Linked DNA regions of Gossypium arboreum: region 2 is linked to region 1. The links are chromatin contacts, called in public Hi-C maps. All regions are on one chromosome and are shown on one strand. The core of a region is the stretch at or near the end of the contact, and the rest is flanking DNA. Distances in the headings are between cores, read along the strand shown.

Region 1 (6,672 bases), core at 272-2,771:
TATTTGGTATATAAATATTGGGAAAGGATTGTATGAAACAGTGACGCCACATCATCTGTATCCTTTCCAATAATTTTATGCCACATCAGTACTCTTATCCTAAATTTCAGGATTTTATCCTAAAAAAATCAAATTCAAATTAAAATACTGAAATTCAGGATAAAATCCTAAAATTCAGGATAAGAATACTGATGTGGCATAAAACTATTGGAAATGGATACAGATGACGTGGCGTCACAGTTTCATACAATCCTTTCTTATAAATATTATCCCTTTTTGAAACTTTAATCCAAATATATGTAATATTTTAATTTGCTAGGTTTATGTTTTCTATGTTATGTTAATATTTAATATGAGTTATATATTCAAAGTATATTTTAAAATAAAATAATACAAATGTGTTAAAAACATTAATTAAAAATAAAAAATCATTTTAAAATAATACAATTGTGTCACTATCTAATTACAAATATTTAATTATTATATTTAAATATTTAAATATAGTTTATATATTCTAATTAAATTTAATAAATAATTAAAATAAATTACTTAAAAATATTTAAAATTAATATTATATATTAAAATATTAACAATAAGTTATAATAAATTATTTTTATATATTGGTAAAATATCATAATATTAACTAATTTGAACATTATTTAAATATATTTGTTAGTTTATAATATCATGTCTAAAATGGACATTTTATTTCTTAAAAGCACTTTTTGACAACAATATTAAACACTCAAATTTTCAAAAGCACTTTTTCATAACACTTTTCAAAATATTACCAAACAGACCTTACGTATGAAATCACAAAGGGATGATGGTGATGGTGACGCTGATAACCTAGAATTTCAAATTGCACAAATATTTATATTTTTAGAGTATAAAAGATTAGAGATTTTCTATTATTTTACGGTTTACTTCAATATTTATCATATATAAATATTATTTATTAATTTATTAAAATTCTTTATTCTATCTAGATTATTTATTAAATTTAGTTGAAATTCTTTATTTATCTCGTTAATTTATTAACTTCATTTGAAATTATCTAGTCCTACCTTTTTAATCTAATCAAATTGTTTAAGTTTGAATCAAAATTATAAAGTTTAATTTACAAAAGAAGGTTACATGTCATGAAATTAAATACTTCATGTCGCCTCTAAAATGTTACAAATTTTATAATAAAGTTTTAAAAATAAATATAATATATTTGAATTGCGAATACAATCAACTAATTTAAACCTAATATAAACTATAAATTTTTTACAAAATCATGGTTGAATCGTTAAACCCACTAATTCTATTAAATAATTTTTAAAAAGTTATAAAAATAAAAAAATAGAAAAAACTAATGAAACCGGTTAAACCAATTTAATTAGATCATATTAACTCACCCGTCAACCGATCAATATCTCTCCAAACTAATACTTCGACAACTTATTGATCCAATCGGTCTAATCGGCCGGTCTAATTTGGTTCAACCAACTATTTGAAGAAGGTTGGTTGAAGAGCAACAAAGCTATAAGGTTAAACGCCACCGTTTTAACGGGTGATGCATCTTTCTTCTGCTTTCTTCTCAATATACGACTCCGTAGAAAGCAAATTACTGGAATCTATCATTCTCGGAACGAGTAGAGTTTGTAAGTTAGGGTTTCCAGTTAGGGTTTTGGGAACGCATGATGATTGGGATTTGATGGTGTGGCGAAAGAGTAATCAAGTGTAAAAGAGAGGGGAGGGGGTGTAAATCGCAATCCTAACTGCAGTAAATGGAAAGCTTTGAATCTGAAGAACCAGAGAAGAAGAGGCCTCACTTGGATTCTCCCGCCATGGCCCGTAATTCCTCCACTTCTCCCAACCACACCAAATCTGTAATCTCTCTCTCACACACTTTTTTTTTCTTAAATATTTTGTTTTCCTCTTTAATTTCTTGATAAATTAATGGGTTTGCATGATTTTATTCGCTTTCTTTTTGAGCTATAATTTCTCCTCAAATCAAAATTGCTCTGGAATACATTTTGTTTTGTCCTGTCGCCCGGAAGAATCAAATGTTAAAACTGAAATATTGAATCTTGGGACATTACTTTCGACTGTTCACAAAATGGAAAGTTGATCTAAAATTTTTCCTGCTATTAGTTTTCTTCTTGGATGCTCAGTTGTATTCGATTTCTTCATGGTCTCTGGGTTATTCATGGAAAATTTTAATTTCAAATGCTTTCTCTCTGCCGTCGAGACAGTATAGGAAGAGAAGGGGAATTTATTTATTACTTGTTGTGGATCAATTTTGATTTAATTTATTGTTAGTGGTGGATAAGTAGTTTGCTGCGAAACTCGATTCCCCTTCCCCTGTGGGTCTATACGGGGAAAAAGGAAAACAAGCTCTTTCTCTTAGCGATTTACCCATAATCAGTATATCACTGATATGCTTTTGTTTGTTTAGATTTGCGGATTTAGGGTGACACACCAAAATTAAGGGTTTTAAAAAAAAAAAAATCTTTTTTTGACTTAATTTATCTGCTAGGGTTATGTAACTCCAATTATTATTAAATTGAGCTGATAATGTGAATAGTTGAAGTAGTTTGCACTAACCGAGTAGGTTTGCTGCATCAATGCTGTATATGTCAAATGGAAATATTGTAAATTAATGAAATGTGATGTCTTTTTCATCATCTCAAATTATTTGAGTTGCCTATTTGGATCTATCTTAGAAATTGAAAATTTCCCTAAACTTCTAGTTATATTCTGGTCTCTTATCTGGTTCAAACCATTCCTAGACTTGTCATGAATCAGTTTTAGGCATCTGATTATATGCATGGGCACCATAAATCCACCAGTTTGCACATTTTGTTGAGTTGATAAGCTAAGCCCTGAGCATAACCTAATTCAATATCAGGCATACCTAAAGATGAGTGGAGATATACTGTCCCCTGCCACCCGATTGAATTTGCCTTTCACTTTTTATCCATGATTTGATTTTTCAGAGTGCCATCTTATTATCACTATGATATTTCTGCATACACCCCAATGTGTAAGGTTGGTGCACATGTCAAGTAAATTTAAAATTGATAAAATCCGTTTTTGAACTTTTTCCCTGCATGTTTACAAATTTGTGTTTTTAATTCTCTCATGCATTTTATTTGATATAGAGGAATTCTTTTTATCCAGGTTGATGCGGCAGTTCTCCAGTACCAGAATCAAAAACTTGTCCAGCAGTTAGATATTCAGAAACATGAGTTGCATGATCTTGAAACCAAAATTAAAGAATTAAAAGACAAGCAAGCCTCTTATGATGATATGTTGATAACTGTGAACCAACTCTGGAATCAGGTATTTTTTTATGGCACTCTTTTACTTTCATCTGTTTTGATCATTATGATTTTTTTATAGTTCTTTTTTGTTACTCTACTCTATAGTTGGTTGATGATTTGGTCCTGCTTGGAATACGAGCTGGAGGAGGCCATAATGCTTTACGAATATTGGACGAAGCTGACAATTCTCGAGGTTCAGATCAGACTAATTTTTTGTTGAACAAATTTACTTTTGTGTGTTTTTGGAGTTGGGAGAGGTAGTGCTGTGTCTTTTAATAGTAAAAAGTCAAAGTGTAAGTTCTCTCAAATTTACAATACATTAACTTGCCCTCTTTAGGTTCTATTCCATCGTGCCCTGTGGAGGAGATGTTTCTTTGTAGGCTTCTAGAAACAGATTTTATTGATAGTAATGACAAAGATGGCATTGCAAATTATGTTGAACAAGTCTTATTTTCACGCCATTCATCCACTAGGGAGTTGATAAAATCTCTGGAGGATACCATCTCTGCTGAGAGGATGAAAACTGAGAGCATGACTCTTTCTTTGCATGGGAAATTATCTGTTGAAGGTTAGATGATTTCTTCATTTCAGTTGCTTAGTAATTTGTCATTTCTTGTGTTTTTCATGAAATTTTCAGCAATTTCTTCATTAGCTAGTGCTTCTATCTGCAGTTTTACATTGATTATTATATATCGCTTGCAGACACTATAATGCAGCTTTCTAAGATTGATGACATGATGAAAGAAGAGGCCAAAAATTTGCGTGAGGTGATTGACACTCTACATTTGAAGCATAAAGAGTATGCTGATGGGATTCAAACATATATAAGCAGCCATGCAACTGATCAATCTGAAGTTAAACGTCTTCAAGGTCTCTGCTAGTTCTTTTAGAAGATATTTGTATTTTATACACTATTTATCAGATATAGATGCTTGCAATAACTTCCTAACATTTATAAATGCAATTCTCGGTAGCAAGTTTAGTACCAACTGATTGGCAATCTGGTTGTTTGTTAGCCATTGCCTAGATTTTCTTATTTTTGTCTTATCATGATTGTATTTTAAAGCTGTAGTTTATTTATTCTGGAAGGTGAGCTGGAGGAAATCATGGCTGAACTTGAAGAAAGCAGAAGAAAACTAGTTGATCTGAAAATGCAGAAGAATATAGCATCTGGGATGCATGCATCAACTCCAGTTGTAGCAAATGGAAGCTTGTCACCAGAAAAGCCTGGAGATAAGACAATGGGCTTGCGGGAGATAAAGGATTTGATTGAGGAGACAAAGGTATTGATTTACGTAACTGTGTTTTTCTTAAGCTCTCTCCCTCTTTTGGTGACTAATCTTATATGATATGTTACTAAACAAGTGTTGCAGATAGTGGCAGGAGATCGACTTTCTGAACTTCAAGATGCACAGGAAGAGAACCTAATCTATTCAAAACAACTGAAGGATCTTCAGGTTTGCTTGGATTATTGATCTTCGAAAGTTGATTTTTCTTTCAGTTGAAGTACCCTTTTCAATAAAGCTACATATTGTAGTAGTTTAATTTGCAAAATTTTACTCTCATAGAATGAATTGAAGGATGACAAATTCATACAATCCTCTCGGCTGTACACTTTGTTAAATGATCAGCTCCAGCATTGGAATGCTGAAATGGAACAATACAAAGCGCTTATAGATGCCTTGCAGGTTAAATTGCTTGATATACTATTTCATATGCTTTGGTTGCTTGAGTACTTTTTGGTCTGTTTTGAAAGTATAATTTCAGACTGATAGGTTTCTTGTCATGAGGAGGGAGAAGGAACTAAATATGAAAGCTGAGACAGCAGATGCTGTTAGGAATACAATTAATAACGCTGATTCTAGAATTGAAGAGCTGGAGCTGCAGCTCCAGAAGTGTATCATAGAAAGAAATGACCTTGAGATTAAAATGGAAGAAGCTATTCAAGATGCAGGTAAAATAGTAAATTATAAGTTTAAGGTGGAAAATCCTGGATCTTTTGTCTTACACAAATGCTGTTTTTCTCCCCAGGAAGAAATGATATTAAAGCAGAAATTCGTGTTATGGCATCAGCTCTGTCCAAGGAAATGGGAATGATGGAAGCTCAGTTGAATCGCTGGAAGGAGACTGCTCATGAAGCAATTTCCTTGCATGAAGAAGCCCAAGCACTAAAAGCTTTGTTAAGCGATAAGGTATTTATCCTGTCTTTACTTCCCTTTGGGGAATAAAATTTGAAAGTAGCTTATATGGATGGAAAGTCCTTAAATAGTTGTTTTTATATTATTTCAACTATATTTTCCAGCGAAAGCTTTGAGATTAGTTTGATGGGTTGCTTTTGTACCAAGTGGTGGAACTTGATTGTCTGATAGAATATCATTTTGGAACTTCAGAATTGTCTGTTTATGGACAGCCATGTTGATTTTTGTTCTTTCAATGACTTGTACTGAGTCATCTACCTGTTTTATTAGTGTTTCATTTGATTATTGAGCATGTGACTTGTAAAAAATTGTGGTTTTGGATAACATGGATTTATATTTCTTAAATTTAATCTATAAAATAAAGAAAAATTGTAGTAAGAACGTTGAATGTTTTGGCACTTTTTGTGTGCTAATTGTCAAATTTGTGTTTGCTGGTAACTCGATCTGTGCAATCTCTAACCAGTGTGCTTTTGTCTAAAATTTTCTGATAGACGAATCTACAAAAGCACTTGGCAGAAGAGTGTGCTGAACAGATTGTGGAAATCAAATCTCTGAATGATATGGTATGTCTTGTCTTTTTGGTTAATTCAGGTTACTTTTCTCTTCTTTTTGTCCATTACAATATTGGGGGAAGGTTGAAATTGAGGAGCTGGGGCTGCAATCCCTGCTTTGATGGAAATTCCAGCGACCTTTCCTTGTTACCCTTAAGTGTTCCTTTGTTTTCGATGACTACTGAAATAATACTTTTTCTTTTTTTTCAAAGTTGTCTGCTCTTTCTCCATATTGTGTGCACTTATAGTCAAAACTATTCATATTGCCATCTTCAGAAATTTGATGCATATGACTTGAATTGACGTTCATTACTGAAAAACATTCATTTAATGCAGATTGAGAAAATGCAGAAGGAAAAGTTGGAATTGCAGATCTTCTTGGACATGTATGGCCAAGAAGGCTATGATAATAGGTATGCTAATTTGAAACTTTATTAACACACACACACAAAAAGAAAGTGTAAATGCAATAAAGGAGAGTAATCTTTTTTAGTTCTATGCCATGCAAGCAGTGGATATTTGGTTAAATCTTCATCCGGCTTTATGTAAATCTTCTTAAATTGTGCATTTCCTGTTATGTCTGCTTGAAGTGAAATAAACCTATAATTA
Region 2 (7,741 bases), core at 257-2,756, 660 kb before region 1:
CCCTTTCATTCCCATCCATAGCCATTGCTGATCCTGCAGAAGCAGAGCTGCTAGAACTGCTGATTAAAGCTAGGCTTGAACATAAGCATGTAAGACACATACGCCGTGATGTTGGCAACTCAGCTGCCTGCAGAAAATGTTGGAACCTATTAACTATAAACAATGTAGTAAATAATGAAGATTCTACCCAATTAGTGCAAATCAGACATATAAAATAGCTTTAGACTCTTTGGTTTCTGAAACAAATAAAAGATGGTGTGTGAGTAGTCAATTTGAAGAGTACTAACAAAATAGATGTTGGAAAACAAATAAGTGAAACCTTCTTCTTATCAGGTTCCAATGAATCATTTGAAACTCCAGTTGTACAGCTCTCATTCTCCAAACTAGATCTTATCTGAGCTGAAACAAACCTTGAGCTTGCTGTCGTTAAAGCAATGAAAGACGGTGTTTAAAACACTTGTATTGTTAATGGAAATCCATAAAAACAAAAATACATGCATTGGCAGCAAAAGGAGCAACACCTCAAATTCATAGCTAATTGGAAAATCAAACATGAATGGATAAATTCAACATGTTTCTTTTCAAATAAATTGTATCATGATCCAGGAATTTAACAAAAAAATTCATATTGTGAAATTACTTTTGACTTCTAATCCGATTTTCAGTTGCAAAAATGGAGCCATCCTTTACATCCACACTCAAAGCATTTAACAGCACCCAATTCACTGGGGAAAAAAATCTGTACAAAACTTTCCATAAATTCTTTAGAAAAAAGATTAATTACACTCAATATTCTAATCCTTGAGCATCTTACACAACTTGCTACTTAGCTAATTCATATAAACAATGTACCAACTATTAATCTTTTTAAAAGTTAACAGAAAGGGATAAGATACCTTTAAGGAGCTGACCTAAAATGGAAATAATTCTAATAACTATCTAAAGTTTCAGAATTTGGATAAAAAGGTTTAGCCTGAATGTACAAAAAGAAAACCCCATGAACATAATATTATATGTGAAACTTCCATTGAAAGGAAATGAAAAGTTAAAAACAAGGCCTAGCTCCATTTCACAAATATACACAACTAAATATATAGACAAGGAAAGAACTTACAGTGAGGCGGGGAAGGTTTTAAAGTGAAAGTAGGAAGGTGTGGGATTGAAGAAAGATTGGAAGAAGAGTAAGCCATAACTAGACTCTTCTCTGATATTCACGATGTTTGGATAAAAAGGTTTAGCTTGAGTTCCTTTAAGAAGCTGATAACGCCATGCTGGAGCTACCCATGTATTCAATTTTTGTTGCAAATGGAAAAAGGTTAAAGTTTAGCAGATACCTAGTCTAAGTGAAACGAGAGAAAGGAAGAATGGATTGGATTTTCAATTTGCTTATTTTGGCTTGGAGAATTATCTGATATTCTGTGTGAACTCAATGTTTCCTTCCACTAAGCTTCTGTCACCTCTGCACCCGTATCCTATTTCTTCGGATAATGTGATGCAAAGTCGTCCTTAATCACACAAAAATATAGGGTAAATTCCACCTATAATTACCAAACTATTAATAAATTTACCTTTTAATCATTTAACTTAAAAATTTACAAAATATGATTAAACTATTCAAAATATTTATCTAAAAATTCTATAAAAATTATATAGAAAGTTGGACCCTTTTGAAAGCTCAAATATATTCTATATTGTTGTCAGCCTTCCAGGGGCGAATGCAAAGGGTAGAATAGAAGGGTTAAATCTTACAAATAAAAAATTACATTTAAGTTTTCTCAATTATTATTAAATTACAAAGAGCCAAAGTATAAATTTACCATATATGAATATATAATTTCATTGTTTAGATATTACCATATATGAATATATAATTTCATTGTTTAGATAAGGACTAAATTGATAATTTTCAATTTTATTGAAGGGGTCAAAGTAGATTTTTCTTACCTACCCCTTAAATTTGCCTTTAACTATAGGTATCCAGTATAACCTACCTTATTTTCTCCACATATTTTGATAAAAACAATTTGGAGCATTTTAATTAGAACTATCATGGTCGGGCCGGGCCGTCCGAAATTTGGAAGGATTTGGGCAAAAATATAGGCCCAAAAAATGAACTTGGGTAAAAACATAAGGCCCGTTTAAAAAATGGGCCGGGCCTTGGGTAAGGCATTTTTGGCCCAAGTCCGGCTCGGCCCGAATACACTAAAAGGAAAAAAAATCTGCATTTTTTTAATATTATTTTCTTATGGTTTTCTCCCTATTTTGCTACCATTTTACTATTATGTTGCTACTATTCATTGTTATTGTTTGGATATTGTATAAAATTTATTTTATTGTTAATTTTGTTATTATTTTAGAGACATTTGATTGTTAAGTTGCATCTATCTTAGTGTTATTTAAGTATATATATTTTAAAATTTATTTACAATTTGTTGGAAAATATTTATTTTGATATTTTTAGTATTTTTTATGCATTATTTATATTTTAAATTATATAAAAATAATATAAAAATTAATATGGGCGGTTAGGTTAGACTCGAGTTTTAGTATTTTTATCTGGGTCGGGCTTAGGCAAAATTTTAGGCCCATTTTTTGGGCCGGGTAGGGCCCGGCCTAGCAAACAAGCCTAAAATTTTAGTTGAGCCCAGCCCGAACCCAGCCCATGCTCACCTCAAATTTTAATAGCCCGTTAATTTATCGTAAACCGAAATTAATACTAAATATTAAATTTTATTAATTTGGTCTTTCAACTATAATTAAAATATTATTTTAATTTTTAAAACAAATATTTAACAATAATTTTAAAAATTTTAAAAAATCTTAAAATATTATAAATTATTAAAACTATTAAAAATTATGTTAAATTATATTTAAAAATTAGAATTTTTAAGGAAATTTAATATTATTAGGCTTTTAATTAAGTTCGGATTGATTTGGATGAGAATGAAAATTTTAGCATTATTGGGTTTTATTTATATCTTATTTCCGAGTTTTTTTTCAGAAAAATTAAATTAGTACAGTTTTCTAGAGTATATATATATATATATATATAAAAGTTCACATTTTCTTGCAAATTTCTAAAGTTTAACTATTTTTTTAACTATAATATTTTTTGAACTTTTCTAAAACTTAACTAAATTTCTCATTTTATATTCTTTTAATATTTTTGAATTTTTAAAAACATATTGATATATTTCACAATTTTCTATATATTTTTAAAAATTTAATATTTAATATTTTTATATTTTTAGAATTTATATATATATATATATATATATAACAAGGAAGCATGGTCATATGTAATTGACTGAAAAGTGACATATGGTATGTTAAAATTTTACTAATAAAATCATTGAGTGGTGAGAATAAATCTCGAAATAGCTTTTATTTAATTTTAATTCTCGTTTGGAAATAAAATAAAAAATAGAATAAAATCCGTTGAACGATGGGAATAAATTCTCAAACAGATTTTTTTCAATTTTTTTTTCTTTTTCACCTTGGTGTCTCGTTCATCTTGAATTAGAGAATTGCAAAATACTAAAATCTGTCTTAAGATTATTAGACAAAACACGTTAATGAACAAATGCATATATAGATTAACAACTATTATATAAGATAAAATAAATTAAATAATTTGTATTTAAAATATCAAATACAAAAAACCAATAAATAAGATTAAAAAACCAGAAATGTAATGCCTTGAATAATTTATTTCTAATTCTATAACTATTTGACATAATTGTGTATTTGCTTCAGTGGTTAAGTGTTCTAGATGTGTATGAGAGGTTTTGGGTTCAAGTTTCACCTTTGATAATTTTGTTATTTTTCTAATCCAATCCTTACCCTTGTTGAGTGGGTTTATAAAAAATTGTTTGTTGATTCATAACAGAATGAGCTTGCTAGTTCAAGTGGTAAGGGGGTTGATGTGGTGGAGGTCCTGTTTTTAAATCCTTGCATGAGCGTGGGTATTATTTTTGCTCTGTTATCTGATAGAGTTCTGGTGGAGTTGGGAGTCTGAGGAGGTTGTGAGGTAGTGGGATAGTGGGAGAAAAATAAGGGATTTGAGATATCATTGTTTTTGTTTTGAAATTTTTCTCTTTCCTGGAAGAAAATATGATGTTAATTCTTTCTGTTTTCCCCTTCCTGTTGTCTCTTTTCTCCATCTTTGCAACCCTTTTGTTTTGCTTCTTTTTCGTTTCGTTCGTGAATCCGTTGTACGATCGTACTATTGAAATTGTCGGGTTCTCTTTTTTGGTGAGGTAAGTAGAGTTCTGTTGTCATTAATTTTGGTTTGGGATTTTTGGAGATGACAATCTGTGGTGATTGAAAGGTGGTAATTCGTTTTTAGGAACAGATTGTGGAGCAGGGAATCACACATCAATGGTTTAGTGCGAGTTAAAGGTGGTTTGTCAACAGTGGTAAGTCTATTTTATGTTGATTCTTGTGTCGAATTTGTTAATTGAATTGCTAAATCGATGTTGGGTATCTTGTTTTTAGGTCTTGGAAGGCTCAGGATAGCTTTCACATTAGAATGTTACCAGATGTGTACCCGAAACGTAAAAAGTCGAACTTCGGCAAAAGCTAAAAAATTGGGCTGTTAACGCCACACTGGCGTGTGGCAGCCCGTGGGGTAGGCCGTATGCGAGACACAGCCGTGTGGTCGATGAAGGCATGGCCATGCGCGGCACACGGATGTGTGGTGGCTTGAGTGTGGCCGTGTGTGCCATACTGGCGTTTAGGCCTACACGAACATATCACATAAGCGTGTAGATTTTGGGCTAGGCTGTGTGGGCCACACGGGTAAGGGCAATTTGGGCGTGTGGGCCCACATGGGTAAGCCACACTAGCATGTGGGCCCATATTTCTAAAATTTATCCTAGGGTCGCACGGGTCGTGTAACACCTCAAACCTGGCCTAGATGTTATGGCCGAATCTGGCGATGTCACATCGAAGGGATTTTAAAAACGGAGCTAACTCGATAGAAGCCTTAAGTTTATAAACCTTTAATTACTTTCATTTATTTCAAAACATGTGTTCAATTAGTCGACTTGCCTTAAAATGTGTCAATTTAGCAGAAGCTTAGAAAAATATCGAGTTTAAGAAAAATAGTTTGTATTTTTAGAAAAACAATGCTTCAAGTGAAACCATCATAAAAATAAACAGGTTAAATCCAAAAACCCAAAACCAAAGCCAAACAGTTAAAAAACGTCCATACAGTCCCAGAAAATACAGGCTCTCAATCGTAATTCCAAACTTAAATAAAACTATAAACCAAATAAAACCAATGATAATGTATGGTCATCGTTGAGTCGTCCGTTACACCGATCCGCCTAACTCTGTGGATTACTTGTACAGATTAAGCAGAAAAGAGTGAGTTTGCGTAAACTCAGTGTGTAACCCCACAGAATTAAGCATGCAAATAATAGGAAATCAGAATTAGACAGATACAGATTCGGGCTTAAGCCCATTATAGATATAGATATGTGTAACTAGAATCAGAATCAAATGTCCTACCCTCATCCTCTATACACCATCTCCGACTATCGCTACACACCATGTGGGGTTTAAAACACCCACCCAGCCTTACAGACCATGTTGTGTTGATGCGGTACATATCAGACATAATGCAGCTGTGCTGCCAGATATTAGGCATAATTTGCCTTTCAGAACGCTTCCTCCAATATATATCATTCCACCCCAATCACAGTAACAAAACATGCATACAGAATTAACAAATAAATCATGCTTAACATGCTTTTATAAACAGATAAACAAACATAGGCTTGCTCATAACAGTACATCAGTCTAACAGAACACATTGTTTTAGGGTTTATTAAGCCTTTATCGACCTTACGGTAGGCCCACAATCGATTAGGATGACCCGTATGACCCTACGAAAAATTTCAGTAATATAAGCCCACACGTCCAGATTTGCCTTTGCCCTTGTGGCCCACACGCCTATATTTGGCCTTTTCCCGTGTGGATCACATGGCCTGACCCGGTTACCACACGCCCGTGTGGCGTACCTATATGGGCCCACACGCCCAATCGATCTAACTCGTGTGGCCCACATGGCCACAGTCTAGCTGTAACACGACCTTGTCTTGTGCACGACCTGGCCTTCTTTGATCACACGACCTTGTCATCGCACATGGCCTACTATATGGCCTACCATACTACCGTGTGGCGTCGACAGTGGGGTTTTTTGGCTTTCGCTAAACCTTATTTTTCCGTGTTTTGAGTACACAAATGGTATCGATTCGCTACAAAACCACTCTCGAGCCTTTTAAAACCTAAAAATCGATAAGCAACACTCAAATTTAGTCTTTACACACAGTTAAACCAAAAAACATTAACCCAGCCATATCTCAAATCAAGCATCTAACGCTTACCCCAACACTCTGAACGAGTAGCTATTATCTTGCAGAAGTATAATCATGAACTCCTTGGTTCGCTGCTACCCAAACACAAGTAAAACTCCAATCAAAATTGGAAAAGCATAAGTTACAGCACAACAAAGCCCTACTTACCAGAACGTGCAACGAAGACAGAAATAGCGAAGAAACATAGAGGTGACGACCGATAAATAAAATTCAAAACCAAATAGAAGAAGGGAAGAACGGTAGAGAACAGAAGACTAACGTCAATTTTTTCCTTAGGGGGAGGGGAAAATTTTGCAAAAAGAGAAAAATGCCAATTTTGATAACCCCCAAATCCCTTATTTTCCTCCCACTAACTCCCACTCCCAGACTTTCGATATAACCTAAACTCTTCTAAGCAGTAGAATAAAATTAATACCCACGCTAACGCAGGGATTTAAACTCAGGAACTCCAACACCTCAACTCCCTTATCACTTGAACCAGCAGGCTCATTCTAATATGGAATTAAAAACATTTAAATATGAACCCAATGAGCAAGTAAAAGGTTTAAGTCAGAAAAATACCAAAATTTGCTAAAGCTAAAGCTTGAACTTAGGACTTCCCACACATATTCAGAACACTTAACCATTGAAGCAGATACACATTTTGTGTCAAACAATTACAGAAATATAAACAAATATTTTGGGGAGTTATAACTCTACCCCTTAAAAAAATTTCAACCTCGAAATTTATCTGATTAGAACAGATGAGGATATTGCTAATGCATTAATTCCTTAGGTTCCCACATGGCCTCCTCAATACTATTATTCTGCCACAATACCTTTACTAATAGAATGCACTTTTTCCACAGAACCTTAACATCGCGATCCAAAATCTGAACTGGCTCCTCCTCAAAAGTCAAGTTTGGCCTAACTTCAATGTAACACCCCAAACCCGACCTAGACGTTATGGCTGAATTTGGCGTGTCATATCGAAGTGTTTTTCAGAAATTGATCTTTTCAGTAAAAATCCATTACTGAGTTTAAATCCTTTTATTATTATTTAACAAAAGTTCTCGTCACAACGTTTACCTTATTAACCATTATTGTTATATTAAATTGATTTAAAGACGCAGAAGCTTTTTAAGTCGATGAAGTTTAAAACGCTTGTTTTAGAAAATAGTAGTTGTTTTAAAAATTCGTCTTTACCTAAACTATCAGTTTAATATAAAAAAACAAAAGCCCAATTAAAACTTAAACCCATAAATGGCCTTATTACATAATCAAAAACCCAATATGAATTTTAAAATAAATAGAGTCAAAAGTAGAACATCAGCAATCATGTGGCTGAGTCCCTCGCGGCTCCAAACCGTCTAAGACTG

What was found. A called contact is a pair of places that touch in the nucleus more often than the background predicts.
Region 2: a contact with region 1 is called in a Hi-C map of leaf, with 2.5 times the contacts expected there. The contact joins the promoter of LOC108458381 here to the promoter of LOC108486323 in region 1. A contact is called at or near these places in 2 of 5 Hi-C or Micro-C datasets (both in leaf).

The regions. Positions count from the first base shown.
Region 1 is chr8:120,721,917-120,728,588 of ASM2569848v2, reverse strand. It overlaps LOC108486323 (E3 ubiquitin-protein ligase BRE1-like 2), which reads left to right and starts at 1,521. Exons shown (of 20, transcript XM_053031758.1): 1 at 1,521-1,877; 2 at 2,988-3,039; 3 at 3,172-3,333; 4 at 3,420-3,507; 5 at 3,652-3,882; 6 at 4,017-4,184; 7 at 4,404-4,597; 8 at 4,688-4,771; 9 at 4,883-5,002; 10 at 5,082-5,268; 11 at 5,346-5,506; 12 at 6,004-6,075; 13 at 6,400-6,476. The coding sequence starts at 3,031.
Region 2 is chr8:121,382,416-121,390,156 of ASM2569848v2, reverse strand. It overlaps LOC108458381 (protein PHOTOSYSTEM I ASSEMBLY 2, chloroplastic-like), which reads right to left and starts at 1,506. Exons shown (of 5, transcript XM_017757748.2): 1 at 1,115-1,506; 2 at 320-420; 3 at 1-127. The coding sequence starts at 1,190.